Regions from separate parts of the Mus musculus genome. Here region 2 is linked to region 1. A link is a contact called in public HiChIP or PLAC-seq data. All regions are on one chromosome and are shown on one strand. The core of a region is the stretch at or near the end of the contact, and the rest is flanking DNA. Distances in the headings are between cores, read along the strand shown.

Region 1 (5,609 bases), core at 1,960-4,459:
GATGGAATTACACTCACCATCCACATTATTCTTTGTTTTATTCTCTTTTCTTTTGTTGCTGGGTAAGTACAAATTGATTCTGTGTAGAGCAACTGGAATCAGGACACAGCTTAGGGTAGTTATACTACACTCTACATACTTAGAAATTACCTACACAGTCAGAAGGGTAGAAGCCAGTGGTCACTTATATTGCACCGTTGATGGCCAGCACTGTGCTTTGCAAATAAACAATAGGCAGCTAAATAGTAAGACTCTCACTTATTATTGTTGTTGTTGTTATTATTATTATTACACAGCCCCTTCACTATTATTATTATTATTATTATTACACAGCCCCTTCAATGGTTTCATGAATTTCAAATCAGTAATGTATGAATTAAGAGTGTCTGGCAGGTTTTCATTTTGTCCTGCAAAATAAGCTGACGTATTTCAATAAGCCTTCTGCCCGTCCTTCACATTCTACCTTGAGGTTTGGTCTTAAACAAGCATCTTGACTTTGGGGGTGTTTACTTGGCTCAGAATAACATCTTGTAGAACAAGGAGTCTGCCAGTTTCCACAGGCTACTACTGTGAGTCACATCTAAAGTGCAGGTTCACGGGTCACTGATGCTGCTCTGAAAGCCACCTCATTTTCTGGTCATAACCAAGAACAGGAAACTGAGTTTTCTGTAGTTTAGTTTTTTTCCTCTGTCTGTAACAAGCACTCAGAAATGCTGGGGTCTTTAAAAATGGGCAGGGAAGCTGTACCTTGGACCGTGAACCTGCTTAGTGCTCCAGGAAAAACACCCAAGGAGTGAGCATTATGAGGCTGGATTCTTTGGTCTAGTCCTTCTGGAAGCACAGATACCAAAATTGCTCCCCAGTTCCTGAACAAGGAAGGGGGTTACATGGAGGCCAAGTGCAGCCCAAAATTAATCTTGTTATTCCCAATCTTGTGATACACACACACACACACACACACACACACCCTTCTACCAAGGTGCATTTCAGAATCAGAGAGCCCTGTCTTTGCAAACTCCTCCATTGCCTCCCTTGGAGCCAGTGTCATCTGCTTTACATAAAGGCTTCATCTGCTTATTTCAAATAAAACACAGAACCCAGTGCCTACTATATCCTGCAAGCTCAATAGTCACTAGTAGTTGTTCATTCTGCTCAGTTTTTACTACAATGGCTTGGTAGGGCTTGTAGCATCTGGGCCTTGTAAGCTCTGTTCTCTCTCTCTCTCTCTTTCTCTCTCTCTCCCTCTCTCCTCTCTCCCTCACTCCCTCTCTCCCTCCCTCTTCCTTCCTTCCTTCCTTCCTTCCTTCCTTCCTTCCTTCCTTCCTTCCTTCTCCCTCTCTCCAGTTATGAAATGTGTCAGATTAACTCCCACACCACAGCTCAGACTCTGTGTGGACTGATTCCTGAGTTTATCTATCCCAGGTGCTGAGAACAGTGTCTGGCACATAGCACACTAGCAGTGGCTATGAAAGGAACACACTGGCTTGAATGACAAAGTAGTATCTGCAGAAAATGGAGCTCTGGATTGCAGAAGTCCTTGTATGTGTCTTAGTCTCACATGAAAGGAACTGGGACTCTGTCCCTTAACAGCTAACAAATTGTTCTTGCTGCCCCAGGAGTGAGTTCATTCAGTGTCAGCCTCAACCCCCATGTCCACAGGGTAGTGTGGTATAGTAAGGAGCTATTATTATTCCTTATCTTGAGAAGAGAGCCAAGTATAGAGAGGTTAGTCTGCTAAAGGGCACTGACATGGTCACCAGGATCCACTGGTCAGAGTGGCATCAATTCCAGTGACACTGGGGATAAGGTTTACTGTGGCTGGTGGCACGGGCTTCTCTTTCCCAGTGGCCTAACTGCTGAGGGTGTTGCTTGTTCCTATGTAACCCTGTCAAGTGGTAAATGGAGGAGAGTAGGTGACACAAACCAGAGGCAAAAAGGCAAGTCCCAAATATCTTATTCCTTTGCGCTTCTGAGCCTAGCTAATCATTGTGAGACAAAAATGACTTTTAAAAATGTTCAAATAATGTTACGACCTGATGCCAGTAGGCCATCTAAGACTGAAGTCAGTAGGTCATCTAAGACTTAAGCCAGTAGGTCATCTAAGACTGAAGCCAGTAGATCATCTAAGACTGAAGCCATCAGATGACCATCAGGCCTTCCCTGTAGCCAAGGTGATGTTGGTTAGGCAGGATGTTTACACTGTCCACAAGTGACCAGCTGGAAGGTTCTTCCACCTACAGTAACCTGTCCTCTAGGAATCACTCTAGCTGTCCGTCCTACAGGAAGCTTTGTAGCTCAGCCCTATCCCCTCCCCTGTTCTACTCCTGGCTCGGTCCAGGGCCCCTCCTGCATACTCATATTTTCCTCCACCGTTAACAGCAGCTGAATGTCACTGCCTCCCTCTGTCATGTACTTAAGTGTTGGGACAGTGTCCTTTGAACATGTGAATCACAGTGTCTTGTAAGCACTCAATAAATGACTGTCGAATGGGATAGTGCCACCCTGTGAGATAGCCCAGCCTCTCAGGTCATTAATGTGCCTTGTCACCTTTGATTTGGCTTAGCCTGAGATCTAAATGGCATGGCCTTGAAGTAAGTCAGTTCCTGCAAAAGAAAACTAAAATCATATGTTCAGATAACAATTTTCAAGTTATGTGACATTTTCTTAAATGAATGCTTGCTTTATAAATCAAAAGTGCTTCAGTATCAACACAGCAATTATCTCAAACTCTCATTATATAAAACACTGCAGGGGCAACTGTTCTTTTGGGGAGCTCATTTCTCGTTTGGAAAGCAGTGTGCTGACAAGTGCCTCCCCCTCTCTGAGTAAGGGACCTGGTGATGAGAAGCCTGTATCAGTCAGAATATTTAAGCCCTTTTGAGCTCCACTGTTCATGGACCTAAAAATGTAAAATGTTTGTGGGCAACACTCTATGTCTTTTAAAGGTTTACTTTTGAGATAGGTCACTGGGTGTCAACAGAGGAGCTATCAAACAGAGGGAGAACCAATTTGTTCCTTTTCAGTTGCATCGGTTATTTATAAAATACGCTATCTTTCAGCAGCGAGGGGGCGAGGGCGGCAGCTTACGTATCTCAGGAACAACTGTTACAGGTTATGAGGCTGGCCCTTTCCCATTGTCCTGTCTTAGTCCTGGCTGACTAACACTGAAATGAGGTATACAGTCATCAACAAGAGTCATTTAAAAAGCCACTCTGCTTACTCTGAAGTAATTCTGACAGGGATCTTACATTGGTCATAAGAGACCACATACCATGGGGTATAGAAATGAATCACGAGTTCTCTGGGTGGGGTCTAAACCAAAACAAGAAACAAAAGAAACCCACAAATGAGTTAGGTGTAGAGTCACCATTAAGAATCCCCGGTCATGCTTGATAGTAAGCCATTTAATTCATTTGAAAGAAACAATGTATTTATCTTAAATTCTGTGCACAGCCCTGTGTGGGTATGCAGGCGGGGATCCCCTAAGCAGGAGTTACAGGCGACAACAGAGTGAGATGTCTGACAACGGGAACCAAACCCAGAGCCTCTGCAAGAGCAATGTTTGCTCTCCTTTTAACTCTTCAAAGAGCCTTGCCCAGTTTTATGGGTGAGCAAAGTACCGTGAGGACAGGGTAGCTCCTAGAGCTACCTGGAGACTGAAGTGTAGCATCGGAAGCTCGGACTCAGACAGAACACTTGATTTCAACTGCTGGTTCCCACACTCACAACAGCTTTCTTAATCCCACCCCAGGTTTCCTCCTATCTGTGAAATGGGCATATTAATAGAACACTCTCAGAGGGCTGAGGTAAGCGTGAGTGAACCAACTTATAAAGGAGCTTGCAACAGTGCCTGGCATCCAGTCAGCATTAGTTTTGCAATTACCTGACTTCAAAGGCCAGGCTACTTCTTCCACATCAAGGGTTAATATTACAAAGCATTTGCATTCATATTCCGATACATGGCATAATTGCTTTACTTATTGGAAGCAATCAACGAAGTCTCCTAATTAAGGCATCCCACCCTCATTTTCACCGTGTGTCACTCTGGAAGGAATACTTTTATGAACAAGACACAGCGAATATAAAATTTCCCTAAACTGAGAAAAAGAGTTTCTACTAGGAAATAGACTAAGCTGCCAGACTCAGGGCATGGTCTACCCAAGGAGGTCACTTAGGGGCAGATGAAAGGATTGCTCCTACGAGAGTCTGGTGGTGGGGAGGAATGGGTGAGGGAAGGTCGGGGCTTTGCTGACTTGAGAGCTCCCCTCTAGACAGCATCTGTGAGAGGAGTGCAGCGTTAGTCACGGCACTGCACACACTCACCTTAGCTGGAAAGCACACAAGTCAGAATGGAGCAAGCAGCTGTTAATAGTGTGTGTGTGTGTGTGAGAGAGAGAGAGAGAGAGAGAGAGATATTGATTGATTTTAGAACCCTTATAGAACAGTGGTCCAGGAAAATGATAAGTTCATTGAGCCAGTGACTGTAGATAACAATGCTTGCAGAAAGGAAATAAGATACGCAGGCTCTAAACACACACACACACATACACACACACACACACACACACATTTTTTTTTAAAGTTTTTTTTTGTTGTTGTTGTTGTTTTTGTTTGTTTGTTTTTTCGAGACAGGGTTTCTCTGTGTAGCCCTGGCTGTCCTGGAACTCACTCTGTAGACCAGGCTGGCCTCGAACTTAGAAATCCACTTGCCTCTGCCTCCCAAGTGCTGAGATTAAAGGCATGTGCCACCACTGCCCGGCAACATATTCTTATTTTCCATATGAAATAAGAAAATCAGTACAGGTAACATTCCTTTTTTATTTCAATTTTGTAATAGAAAACAACAAGCAAAATTTCCAATGCATTTTTGTTCCACAGAAGTACATTTGATTCTTTTGTTACAGGAACAAATGAATCCGCTTTTCCTCGGCCATCATCCCCTCCTGTGTGGGACTATGAAGGCAAGGAGCTTAAAGCTTTCTGTAAAAACTGCTGCAAGGAAACTCAGAATCCAATGGAAAATAAGCTCGGCCACAGCCAAACCTGTCAGCTGGCTTCCTAACGTGGGCAAGTTCTTGCTGTACAGCCCTCTCCACTCCTATACCTCCTCCCCACCATTCCTCATAGGACTTGTGGGAGCAGGGAGCCACTACATTCACTATGTCAGGTCACAGACAGATGAGTGTTAAGCTAAGGGCACACTGGATACGGCTGGGATGCACGAAGTTTCATTACAGCTCACTTGAAGGTTGACCTTGTCATGTCAGAGGGCTATGGAAAAAATGAGCCCGGAGCCTATGCACAGCTATTCGCACGATCTTAGCAAACGGTCCAGTCAACAAGCACTTGCCATCCTTTATTTTTCTGTTACTTGAGGGCTAGTCACTTTAAAAATCAGAACCAAACCACAATTGCTACTAACCTACCAATGATTCCTATCTAGTTCCTCTGTAACAGTCCTGAAGGCACATGGGCCAGGGTTAGCCAGTCGTCCAGGATCTTTAGTAGCCACAATGTGCTTGCTTCACCCAGAGCAGTGTTTCAAAAAGTGTCAAAAGAGAACTCACGAAGGCTTAAACCAGCTTAAGGGTCTGAGGTTGTTGCCTCCC
Region 2 (5,609 bases), core at 1,053-3,552, 260 kb before region 1:
ATTGACCCCTTGTCAACTTGACACACAAAAACATCACTAGTAAGCCTCAACCCTTACAATCTTATTCATCCCCATTCTAAATAACTTTAAAAGTCCCACAGTCTTTACATATGCTTAAAATTTCAATCTCTTTAAAATATCCATCTCTTTTAAAATCCAAAGTCTTTTTACAATTAAAAGTCTCTTAACTGTGGGCTCCACTAAAACAGTTTCTTTCTTCAAGAGGGAAAATATCAGGGCACAGTCACAATCAAAAGCAAAAGTCAATCTCCAACTGTCCAATGTCTGGGATCCAACTCACGATCTTCTGGGCTCCTCCAAGGGCTTGGGTCACTTCTCCAGCCAGGCCCTTTGTAGCACACGAGTCATCCTCTAGGCTCCAGATGCCTGTACTCCACTGCTGCTGCTGCTCTTGGTGGTCATCTCATGGTACTGGCATCTCCAAAACACTGCATGACCCCTTCAGTCCTGGGCCATCAATTGCAACTGAGGCTGCACTTTCACCAATGGCCTTCCATGGCCTCTCACTGTGCCAAGCCTCAGCTGCTCTGCTCAACTCCTTCATGCCTTCAAAACCAGTACCACCTGGGTGACCCTTACACATTACCAAGTCCAGCCACAGCACAAGGTACAACTTTGGCTATATCTGGAACACAGCCACTGTGCTTTCAGAAAATACTTCCCAGAAGATGTCACCTCAATGATGCTGGTCTCTTCTTAATCACCGCTAATTTCTTAGCTCCAGCTAACCAGCATCAATAGTCCCAGTAATGCAAAGTTTTTGCTTTAGTAGTTCTGGTATCTTGTTAATCACAGCTGATTCTTCAGCCCCAGCTAACCAGAACTACAGAATCTTCACAATCAAAACAGGAATGGCCCTGAAAAGAGTCTTTAATTTTCCCTCTGAAATTTCACACACCAGAGCTCCAACTTCTGCAGTGTTCTCAACATTATCTTCCAAGCTCCTACACAACATCCGACAGAGGTCTTAACAATGGATGGATCTTCAAGCCCAAAGTTCCAAAGTCCTTCCACAGTCCTCCCCAAAACATGGTCAGGTTGTCACAGGAATACCCCACTCCACTGGTACCAATTTGTCTTAGTAGTCAGGGTTTCTATTCCTGCACAAACATCATGACCAAGAAACAAGTTGGGGAGGAAAGGGTTTATTCGGCTTACACTTCCATACTGCTGTTCATCACCAAGGAAGCCAGGACTGGAACTCAAGCAGGTCAGGAAGCAGGAGCTGATGCAGAGGCCATGGAGGGATGTTCTTTACTGGCTTGCCTCACCTGGCTTGCTCAGCCTGCTTTCTTATAGAACCAAGACTACCAGCCCTGAGATGGTCCCACCCACAAGGGGCCTTTCCCCCTTGATCACTAATTGAGAAAATGCCTTACAGTTGGATCTCATGGAGGCATTTCCTCAACTGAAGCTCCTTTCTCTGTGATAACTCCAGCTGTGTCAAGTTGACACAAAACTAGCCAGTACACCTACCTAGTCTTCACAGCACCCCTACAAGGCAAGAGCTGTGATCATTGCTACTTTTGCAACAGAGAGTGTTGACATCCCAGAAAACTGAGTGACCTGCCTATGGTTCCCCCTACTAGCCTAGGATATCACTGGCCCAGCACACTGACTGATAAATTGTATTCTTTCTGAGGTTCCCGAACCCAGCCTACGTGTGTGGTGGCCTGTCTGATGCAGCTCCAGGCCTGGTCTTCGACATCATAGTAAGTGCCTCTGAGCATTTTCACATGTACACACCTCCTCTTGGGTACTCTTTCCTCCAGTGTCTGATTGCAGTGCCCGAGAAAACCCTGTGTTTCTCTGCATCGTGTGTGTGTGTGTGTGTGTGTGTGTGTGTGTGTGTGTGTGTGTATGTGTGTGTGTGTGTGTGAGAGAGAGAGAGAGAGAGAGACAGAGAGACAGAGAGACAGAGAGACAGAGAGAGAGAGAGAGAGAGAGACAGAGAGAGAGAGAGAGAGACAGAGACAGAGACAGATTCAGAGACAGAGAGAGAGGTATGGGATACATGTTACAGGGGTGGGCATATACACCACAGTGTGTGAGTGTGCATGCTTGTGTAGGCATACACAGAAGCCAGACAAGGACATGAAGTACTTTTCTATATTGTTCTCTGCTTTAGTCCCTGTGGTTGCAGGCACACATACCCATTCCTGGATTTTTATAAGGATTTGTGGGATTTGAACTCAGGACCTCACACTTGTTATGCACAGGTCGGCCCCAAGGCTGAGCCTTTGAAGCAAGCCTCTATGACATCATCCTGGACCATGGACTCTCACCTCTCTTGCTGTCTCATGTGAATGTTTCATTACTGAGTGACTCATAGGTACTTAGCTCACAGTGTACTTGTCTCTCCATGGGATTAGAAGCTCCCTAAGGGCAAGGCTTACCCATCTAGCCTATGACAGCCCTGTAGGCCCATGCCCAGTGTCACCTACACCCAGTCCCTCTCTAGCCAGAAATCCCTTCCTGTTTGGCTAGACTGACCCCATGGAGATGGGAGTGCCATGACCGGGGGGCACAGTGAATGAGATGACCCCTTCCAATAGCTTGCTAGAGCTGAAGAAGCAGATGTTGTACCAGGATGACTCAGGCAACCAAGATCTATGTTCTTGTAATTCTGGAGGCTGAAGTCCAAGAGCAGAGTGTAAGCAGGCTTGCTTTGACTCTCCTGGGCTGCCTCATGGCTGGCTCCTTCCTGTGTTCTTCTATAGGAAGTCTGGATTCAAGTTCCCTCTTTTGATGAAGAGCCCAGTTCTTGGATTAATATACCTCCCCAAGAGTCTCAGTAAGCATTACGACCCCAATGATATCAGTAAACATTACATAGTTCTTTAAGGGGCCTGTTCCCCAGTACAGGGACATTCTGAAGCCACAAGGATTCTTACTTCAATATATAATTTGAAATTCGTTAATTCAGCCTACAGTACATCTCAGCTTCCCTCTTTACTTCTGTTCCCATTGTCACCCACACACGAAATTAGACTCATTAAAGAGCAGGTTGGGAATATCCAAAATGCCAAGTCCAAGTGTCCAATGGCTGGTCCCAGGGTCCCCAGAAAGAGCCTGCAGCAAATACTGTCTGCTTTGATAATATTCTATGTGTCCACACTCATCACTGTCACCCAAGGCTGACCAGGAGAATGCTGAAAGGCACAGGATACAAGTGTTTTAAGGAAGCCATGTCCTTCACTGGCCAAGGAGGCCAGGCCAGTTCTCAGGCTTCACCAGAAGGCAGGCCTCTGGAGTTGCTTAGCAACTTCCATGCCAGATGTTCCTAGCCACCCACAGAGCTTCTGAAAGCTTCTCTTCATGCAGCCTTGGCACTTCCAGGAAAGGGAGGAAAATACCAAACAACTGATTGTCTTCTTCTAGTCACAAATTTGATAAAGGAAGAAACTATCCCTCTACTACCAGGACCCAGGGACTGGTCCCCACCCCAACCCCACAGCTTCTCTCCCTCTGCACAGTACAATTGAAATCCACCTCAAGACTATCCACTATGAGAACATGAAGTCCTTCCACAGCTCACCACATCTGCAAAATCAAGGTCACCCTCCATCCACATCGAGGTGATCAAAACCCTCTGCCTATGTCCCAGATTTAGGTCCCTGTGGCAAACCAGATGATTTAGGTTCAAATCCTATCTGTGAAATGTTCTAGCCATGTGACTTTGGAGAGTTTAACTAGCTTCCACATAAGTTAGGGTTTGGGTGAAAAATGCCCCGCCACCCCCCCACCCCCCACGAACATGTGTTTAAACAATTGGTTCTTAATTGGTAGCTCTGTTAGAAGAAGGTATGGAACTTTGGGGAGGTGGAGACCAGCTGGAGGAAATATGCCTCTGTTTATAGTCTGGCTCCACTTCCTGTCCTATATCTGTTCGCTGGTACCCAGAGATGTGAGTAAACACCATGGGAATTCTCCCCCCACCGTGACTTCCCCACCGTAAGGAATCCTCCAACTCTTATGTTACGTCTTATGAGGTAATTGCTCATAGCGACAAGAAAAGTTAGTAATATGTCATGTTCCAGTGTTATAACCCATAAAATATTAACCACAACAGTATTTTCTTTATAGCATTGTAACACAGATCAAATCCGTTGATGTGTGTGACGCATACAGAATAGTCTCTAGACTATATTACACTGCATGTAGACCTTGGTTAACTTAATCACACAGAGGCCCCATCCTTCAGCACATCCCACAGGAGGTGACAAGCTTTCCGAAGGATCCACAGGGACAAGGCATCATTCCTGTCAGAAACAGGCTTGCAGACCCAGGCCTTGAAGGGCAAGGAGGCACTTCCCATTGAAGTGGGTGTGGCGGTGCAGGAATCAGTCATGGGCACAGGATGATTGGAGGTTGGAAGAGTGTGATGTGTCTGGGCCGGTCCAGATGAATGTTGCTGGAACCGGAAGTGGGAAGTGGGCCCCTACCCCTGCTTTCAGCAAACAGAGAGTCAGTGGTGGGTCCCAAATGCAAGGGGAGGTCAGAGAACTTACATAGATAACAAAAGAAAGAAGGAGATACTGATCCTGGGCTCTAGGCAGTCCCTGCTGAGCTTGGGATGTGGGAGTGCCTTCCGGAGAGGAGGAGTTCAATGGGATGAGGAAGGCCTGAGGCCTTTGCTGTGGGAGGTGAAGGAAGGATCTTCCAGTCTTTGAGAAGAAGAGAGTAAGCCCCTGGGAGAGCCGCTGATGGCCCAGCTGTAGGAACGTGTGCACAGGTGCCAAGGACTGGGAAATGGGAACAGGGAAGGAGGGGAGCAGAGAGGGCTCCAGGCCCAGGATTTGTATCATCATCCAAGATGTAATGGGCTGAGTAGAAAAACTTCTAGAAGGGCTAAGATAGTATTAAAGGTTATCTTTTAGAAAGAACCCTGATGAATTCCCTATCAGCAGAGAAAAGAATGCTGCTGGAAGAGGTTGGGGGTGGGGGTTGTTCCTGATAAGACCTCATCCATGACAATGGAAAGGACAAGCCAGCCACAATAGAAAAGAAGACAGGAAAGGGACAGCATGACAGGAAGGCATGATGGCCTGTGGACTGCCTGAGTTGATGGTGTCTGACAGACAGGGATGTCCAGGCAGAAGGCAGGTAACTCCGGTTGCTGGAAGAGACAGAATTCGACTACTTGGCCACTGGGATAGGAAAGAGTCTCTGGGATAAGGGTTATCATCAGAGGAGGAGGGCTCTGGCTTAGAGGTAGCAGCATGATGTTGGGGACCTCAGCAGGGATGATAAGGAGGAAAGCCAAGGCAGAAGGGCTACCCCCTAGGTAGTTTCGCTCCTCTGCCAAAGGCTCAGCCCCTGGCAGGAAGCCCCTCACAGCTTCACTTTCTAGGAGTTTGTTTGTTCCTTCATGTTTATTTCCATGGTACCAGGGACTGACCCCGGGTTCTTGTGCTTGGTAGGTAAGCATTCTACCACCAGGCTACTTTCCCTAGCCTTGAGTTTCTGGAGTCTAGCAAACACTCGGTCTTCAGGTTCAAAGCTAGTGTTAGTTTCCTGTTATCCCATCTAGTGTTAGTCCCATCTAGTGGAATATCCACACTTCTGTAAACCTTTCTTCCATTAAA

What was found. HiChIP or PLAC-seq counts read pairs in DNA pulled down with a chosen protein or histone mark.
Region 2: a contact with region 1 is called in a BATF HiChIP or PLAC-seq map of CD8 T cells, with 15 read pairs. The contact joins two enhancer-like sites. A contact is called at or near these places in 4 of 484 Hi-C or Micro-C datasets (Th1 cells, embryonic fibroblasts, liver and 1 more) and 6 of 115 datasets of contacts at active chromatin or transcription factors (CD8 T cells, effector CD8 T cells, fibro-adipogenic progenitors and 3 more).

The regions. Positions count from the first base shown.
Region 1 is chr15:59,538,856-59,544,464 of GRCm38.p6, reverse strand. All of the region lies in intron 4 of Nsmce2 (NSE2/MMS21 homolog, SMC5-SMC6 complex SUMO ligase), which reads right to left. Among named protein-coding and RNA genes, the nearest start is that of Gm36677, 77 kb to the left of the region's middle. Within about 2 kb of position 3,209, at least 54 of the 459 cell types and tissues checked have an H3K27ac peak or open chromatin away from gene starts, as enhancers often do. A contact at or near this core is called in CD8 T cells, Th1 cells and pancreatic cancer cells, where this site is marked.
Region 2 is chr15:59,796,369-59,801,977 of GRCm38.p6, reverse strand. No RefSeq gene overlaps it. Among named protein-coding and RNA genes, the nearest start is that of Gm19510, 4.2 kb to the right of the region's middle. Within about 2 kb of position 2,302, at least 49 of the 459 cell types and tissues checked have an H3K27ac peak or open chromatin away from gene starts, as enhancers often do. A contact at or near this core is called in CD8 T cells, Th1 cells and pancreatic cancer cells, where this site is marked.